Linked DNA regions of Pan troglodytes: region 1 is linked to region 2. The links are chromatin contacts, called in public capture Hi-C maps. All regions are on one chromosome and are shown on one strand. The core of a region is the stretch at or near the end of the contact, and the rest is flanking DNA. Distances in the headings are between cores, read along the strand shown.

Evidence for each region. Capture Hi-C pulls out chosen DNA fragments and counts their contacts.
Region 1: a contact with region 2 is called in a capture Hi-C map of stem cell-derived neural stem cells, with 3 times the contacts expected there. The contact joins two enhancer-like sites. A contact is called at or near these places in 4 of 7 Hi-C or Micro-C datasets (blood, induced pluripotent stem cells and stem cell-derived neural progenitor cells), 1 of 1 datasets of contacts at active chromatin or transcription factors (stem cell-derived excitatory neurons) and 1 of 1 other capture datasets (stem cell-derived neural stem cells).

The regions. Positions count from the first base shown.
Region 1 is chr11:67,191,359-67,194,058 of NHGRI_mPanTro3-v2.0_pri, forward strand. It overlaps PRUNE2 (prune homolog 2 with BCH domain), which reads right to left. Exons shown (of 17, transcript XM_063787780.1): 8 at 1,260-2,700; 9 at 1-598. Among named protein-coding and RNA genes, the nearest start is that of PRUNE2, 200 kb to the right of the region's middle. Within about 2 kb of position 1,448, at least 6 of the 24 cell types and tissues checked have an H3K27ac peak or open chromatin away from gene starts, as enhancers often do. A contact at or near this core is called in stem cell-derived neural stem cells, where this site is marked.
Region 2 is chr11:66,928,426-66,931,125 of NHGRI_mPanTro3-v2.0_pri, forward strand. It overlaps a transcript of GCNT1 not described here. Among named protein-coding and RNA genes, the nearest start is that of GCNT1, 37 kb to the right of the region's middle. Within about 2 kb of position 1,281, at least 1 of the 24 cell types and tissues checked has an H3K27ac peak or open chromatin away from gene starts, as enhancers often do. A contact at or near this core is called in stem cell-derived neural stem cells, where this site is marked.

The DNA.
Region 1 (2,700 bases), core at 198-2,697, 260 kb after region 2:
CGGCTCTTACTCTTCTGTGATTGGCTGACTGGACCAGAGGCTTCCTCTAGTGCTAAAGATTCTAGAGGCTTCATTTCTTCCAGAATCTGCAGCTGGGGACCCTCACCCAAGCTGAGTTCAGAGAATGGCTCCACAGTCTTGCCAGACCACCCAGGCCCTGAGTCCCTGGCATCCAGTGATGGATCACCAACCTCACTATGGCCCAAGAACATCCAACTCTGGTCTTGTGCAGGGCTTTCAAAAGATGATCTCGTATCGCCTTTAGAAGACATTTTCTCTGCAGAGAGACCTTTTCTTTCATTTAAGGAGGCTGGCTGACATGTGTCTGGGAAGCTTGCTAACTGAGTTCCCTGCAGCCCTGTTTCTTTGGAACCTACGTACAATTCTAATTCAGCTATGCTTTCTCTTTCTTCACAGGTCTCTGGCTTTGAGTGTGAATTTTCTTCACGGTTTACAAGTATGTAATCCATGTGTAGTGCATGACGATCTTCATTCTTCTCTGTACATCTTTCTTCCTTGTATTCTGATTTTATCTGCTCAGGCTCTTTGGTAGGAATTGTTTTTTCTTCTTCCAATTCTGTTATTTCCTTGCTGGCACCTAGAAGTGGAAGTTGAAAGTGAGAAGAGGAGAACAAGGTTTAATTAACACATTGTGTGATTTGTGATCCTTGCAAATGATCATCTAAAAGAGGTAACTTAATATTTTTTATATATTTTAGTTATTTATTTATTCATTCATTTGAGACAGAGTCCCGCTCTGTCACCCAGGATAGAGTGCAATGGTGTGATCTCGGCTCACTGCAACCTCCACCTCCTGGTTTCAAGCTATTCTTCTGCCTCAGCCTCCCGAGTAGCTGGGACTACAGGCGCCTGCCCCCACGCCCAGCTAATTTTTGTATTTTTAGTAGACATGGGGTTTCACCATGCTGCCCAGGCTGGTCCCGAACACCTGACATCAGGTGATCCCCCCTCCTTGGCCTCCCAAAGTGCTGAGATTACAGGCGTGAGCCACCGCGCCCAGCTAGAAAATATTTTTATTTTGTAGAGTCATTCGATTTTCTCGTGCACTATCAGGAATAGGTATTACATATGCACTAGATTTTACTGCTGTTATAATACAGGACTTAGTGAGGCATGCCTTGCAAATGTAGTTAGTTTCCTCTCTACCCTCATTGGTAGGAAGAGTGTGTCTTACAAATATGCACTAGTTTAATCAACGCGGCAGTTTCTTGGAAGTGGAAGAATGGAATGTTTCTTACCATTTGGTGGTCCTATGTCTCCACCTGCTGGTAAATCAGAATTATCTGTTTCTACTTCCCAGTCAACGTTTGATGGAGACAAAATGTTGGAGCCTGCTCCTACCGGCAAATAAACGGACTCAGGGTCTTCATGAATATGCAGCACAGCCAGCTGGGATCCAGGCAGTCTGTTTTTGGTCTCAGCCTGGTTTCCCTCACTTCTTCGATCAGGAAGTGCAGAAAGCACTATCTCTGCTGCTCTGCATCCCAGAGATTCATCCTCTGGAGACCCAGCTTCCTCCATTGTTTCAGCACTCTGGGCAGGTTCTGTGAGATAAGACAAATCAAAGGGAGGTGTGTACGGTGCCAGCGACTGCTTCAGAGAATCTTCCTCCAAAGGAGGGTCACCACCATACAGGAAGTGTTCAGGCTCTCTCAGTAAATCTTCATCGATATTCTGGCCCATTACATCATATTCAAAATCACCCCACGAGGCTTCAGATGAGCAGATATCTTGCTTCCCTAGGTCCCCATCAACTGGCGTTTCCGGATGGCCTTCGGATAATGTCAGTTTACTCATGTCATCTATTGTTCCCGTGGATGTGTTGAGACCTGAGGCATCGCTGAAACTGTGGTCAAAGGCAGCTTCGCTTATATCCAGACAAGTGTCTGAGGCTAACAAAGCATCAGGAACCAAGGCAGGATTCTCTGTGGATAAATGTGGATCACCATCAAACAAAGCTCTTGCACCAGGCTGACTTTCAGGAGAAAAGCTGTCTGATATCCAAGAACTGTCACCTTCTGGAGTTGGCTCTTGGTGAGTTACAAAAATGCTAGTTGCCACATTTTCAATCCTTGGGATTCTTCTGTCAACTGGTTCCAAAATTGGTGCCATATCTGGGCTGGCTCCTTTTTCTGATACTTGTAAACCTGTACTGTTGTCACCGTTTATTTCAGAAGGTTCAGGTGAACCTTTATGAGAGGTGGGCTGAGAGGAGCCCTTTATGTCTGCTTGATAGCCAATTGGAGGCAGCAGAGTTACGTTTTCAGAATCGAGTTCTGCATTGGATGGGACAAACTCCCGTCCAGGCTCATAAATGGGTTCTTCATCTATCTCTGGCTCAGTGAGACAAAGCTCACTGGATTCCACTTCAGGTCCCATGCAAGCACTGAGGTGCTTCTCAGTCTCTTGCTTTGCTTCAGAATCGTGACATATATCAGGGCTGTCGGAAGCCTGAGAATTGCTGTCATGTTCGCAGTGCGTCAGGATATCAGGATTCTCACCATCTGCTTTCAAACTGAAGGGCTTCTTAGCATCTATCCACAAGTCAGGCGCGGCAGAGGCCAGCTGCCCACCCTCTTGAAAGTTGCCATGTAAAATATCTGGCACAAAGGTACCTCGGGAGTCCTCACTTGGGGTAGAGCCATCCCATTCAGAGCCTGGCTTCGTTATCAGTTGGGT
Region 2 (2,700 bases), core at 31-2,530:
CTCATGCCTGTAATCCCAGCACTTTGGGAGGTTGAGGCGGGTGGATCACAAAGTCAGGAGATCAAGACCAGCCTGACCAACATGGTGAAACCCCATCTCTACTAAAAATACAAAAATTAGCTGGGCATGGTGGTGCATGCCTGTAATCCCAGCTACTGAGGAGGCTGAGGTAGGAAAAATTGCTTGAACCCGGGAGGCGGAGATTGCAGTGAGCCAAGATCACACCACTGCACTCCAGCCTGGGCAACAAAGAGAGACTCCATCTCGAAAAAAAAAAAAAAAAAAAGCCTATGCCTAGGTCACATTCCATAGCAATCACATCAGAATCCTTGGTGCAGGACCTAGGCATCAGGATTTTTGTTGTTGTTTGAGACGAAGTCTTGCTCTGTCACCCAGGCTGGAGTGCAGTGGCGCGATCTCAGCTCACTGCAACCTCCGCCTCCCGGCCTCAAGCAATTCTCCTGCCTCAGCCTCCAGAGTAGCTGAGACTACAGGTGCCCACCATCATGCCCGGCTAATTTTTTTATTTTTAGTAGAGACGGGGTTTTACCATGTTGGCCAGGCTGGTCTCAAACTCCTGACTTCAGGTGATCTGCCTGCCTTGGCCTCTCAAAGTGCTGGGATTACAGGCATGAGCCACCACCACTCTCAGCCAGCATCAGGATTTGTTAAGGTTCCATAAGTAATTCCAATGGGTAGCAATGGTGAGAACCATCAGACTAGATGATGTACAAAAAGTCCACATTATAACAATTTTGTTCAAAACACTTCACATAATTAAATGGGCTATATTTTCATCATAGTATCTGTTTCGTATGTGGGAAATTTGAGACACAAAGAAAGTGTGAGTCATACCAGACAGACCATAGGTGAACTGTTAAGGAGGGAGAAGCCGCAGTGTCACCTTCCACAGTCCTGCTCCCATTAAGGCCTATGAAGTGGAAAATGCAGTATTATTCTTTGAGGTTTCCTGGGACCAGAAAAGGTCAGAGACTCTTAATGGGTAATGCAGACAACTGGAATGCAATCATCAGGTATTCATTTCTGTTTTAAGGTTTTACGTCTGAGAAACCTGAAACCTGAAGAAGTAAAGCAATCATGATTTTTTAAAAACTTAATAATATGGTTTTGGATTTAAAAAGAAAGACTGACTCAGAGCTGGGGAAAACACTCACTTGTGATACGGATCAACGTGAAAACAGCTTAACTCTGTTCCATGGCAATTCGCACAGTGTGACTCAGAGACACCTCTCTTCACCAGCTCTGGCTCAGGGGATGTGAAGGCAGAAGCAGAGGTCACAGTGACTTCATCTGAGAAGGACTTAACTGACCATTGCTGGTTTTGAAGCCGGAGGAAGGCCCACAGTCAATGAATGAGAGTGGCTTCGAGAAGCTAGAAATGGCAAGGAAATAGATTTTCCTCTAAAGCTCCCAGAAAGAAACACGGTTCTGCTGACACCTCGATTTTAGGCCAGTGAGACCTGCTTCAGACTTCTGACCTACAGAACGGTAAGAAAATAAATTTGTGTTGCTTATAGCCATGCTGTGTGTGGTAGTTTGTTACAGCAGCAATAAGAAACTAACACAGTTGTGACCAGGCGCCATGGCTCATGCCTGTAATCCAAGCACTTTGGGAGGCTGAGGTGGGCGGATCACTTGAGGTCAGGAGTTCGAGACCAGCCTGGCCAACATGGCAAAACCCTGTCTCTACTAAAAATACAAAAATTAGCTGGGCTTGGTGGTAGGCGTCTGTAATCCCAGCTACTTGGGAGGCTGAGGCAGGAGAACCACTTGAACCTGTGAGGCAGAGGTTGCAGTGAGCCAAGATCATGCCACTGCACTCCAGCCTGGGCGACAGAGTGAGACTCCATCTCAAAAAAGAAAGAAAGAAACTAACACAGTGGTTTTATCTGATTATCCGATTATCAGAAGTAGTAAGAGAAATGTGAAAATGGTTCTTAAGTTACAAAGTACCATATGAAGATAAAGTATTCATTCATTTATTCTCTTATTTATTCATCAAATATTATTGAGCTCCTCCTACTTTGAGCCAAGCACTTTTACAGATGTTGGGAATATACTAAAGCCAAAATGGATTTAAAACAAAACAAACACTGGCCAGGCTCAGTGGCTCATGCCTGTAATCCCAGGCTGTATGTGGGGCATGAGAGGAAGCAGGAGATGTCAGGTGAGATACAGCAGTAGCATGGCCCAAGGTGGTAGCAATGGAGATGGGTAAAAGGGATCCTAATCTGGATATATTTTGAAATAGAGGCCAGGTTCAATGGCTCATGCCTGTAACCCCAGCAATTTGGGAGGCCAAGGTAGGCGGATCACTTGAGCTCAGGAGTTCGAGATGAGCCTGGCCAACATGGTGAAACCCCGCCTGTGAAGACCAGCTCGGTTGGGGAGACCCTAACCCAGTGGTGCTAGAGGAATTAAAGACACACACACAGAAATATAAAGGTGTGAAGTTGGATATCAGGGGTCTCACAGCCTTCAGAGCTGAGAGCCCTGAACAGAGATTTACCCACGTATTTATTAACAGCAAGCCAGTCATTAGCATTGTTTCTATAGATATTAAATTAACTAAAAGTATCCCTTATGGGAAACGAAGTGATGGGCCGAATTAAAGGAATAGGTTGGGCTAGTTAACTGCAGCAGGAGCATGTCCTTAAGGCACAGATTGCTCATGCTATT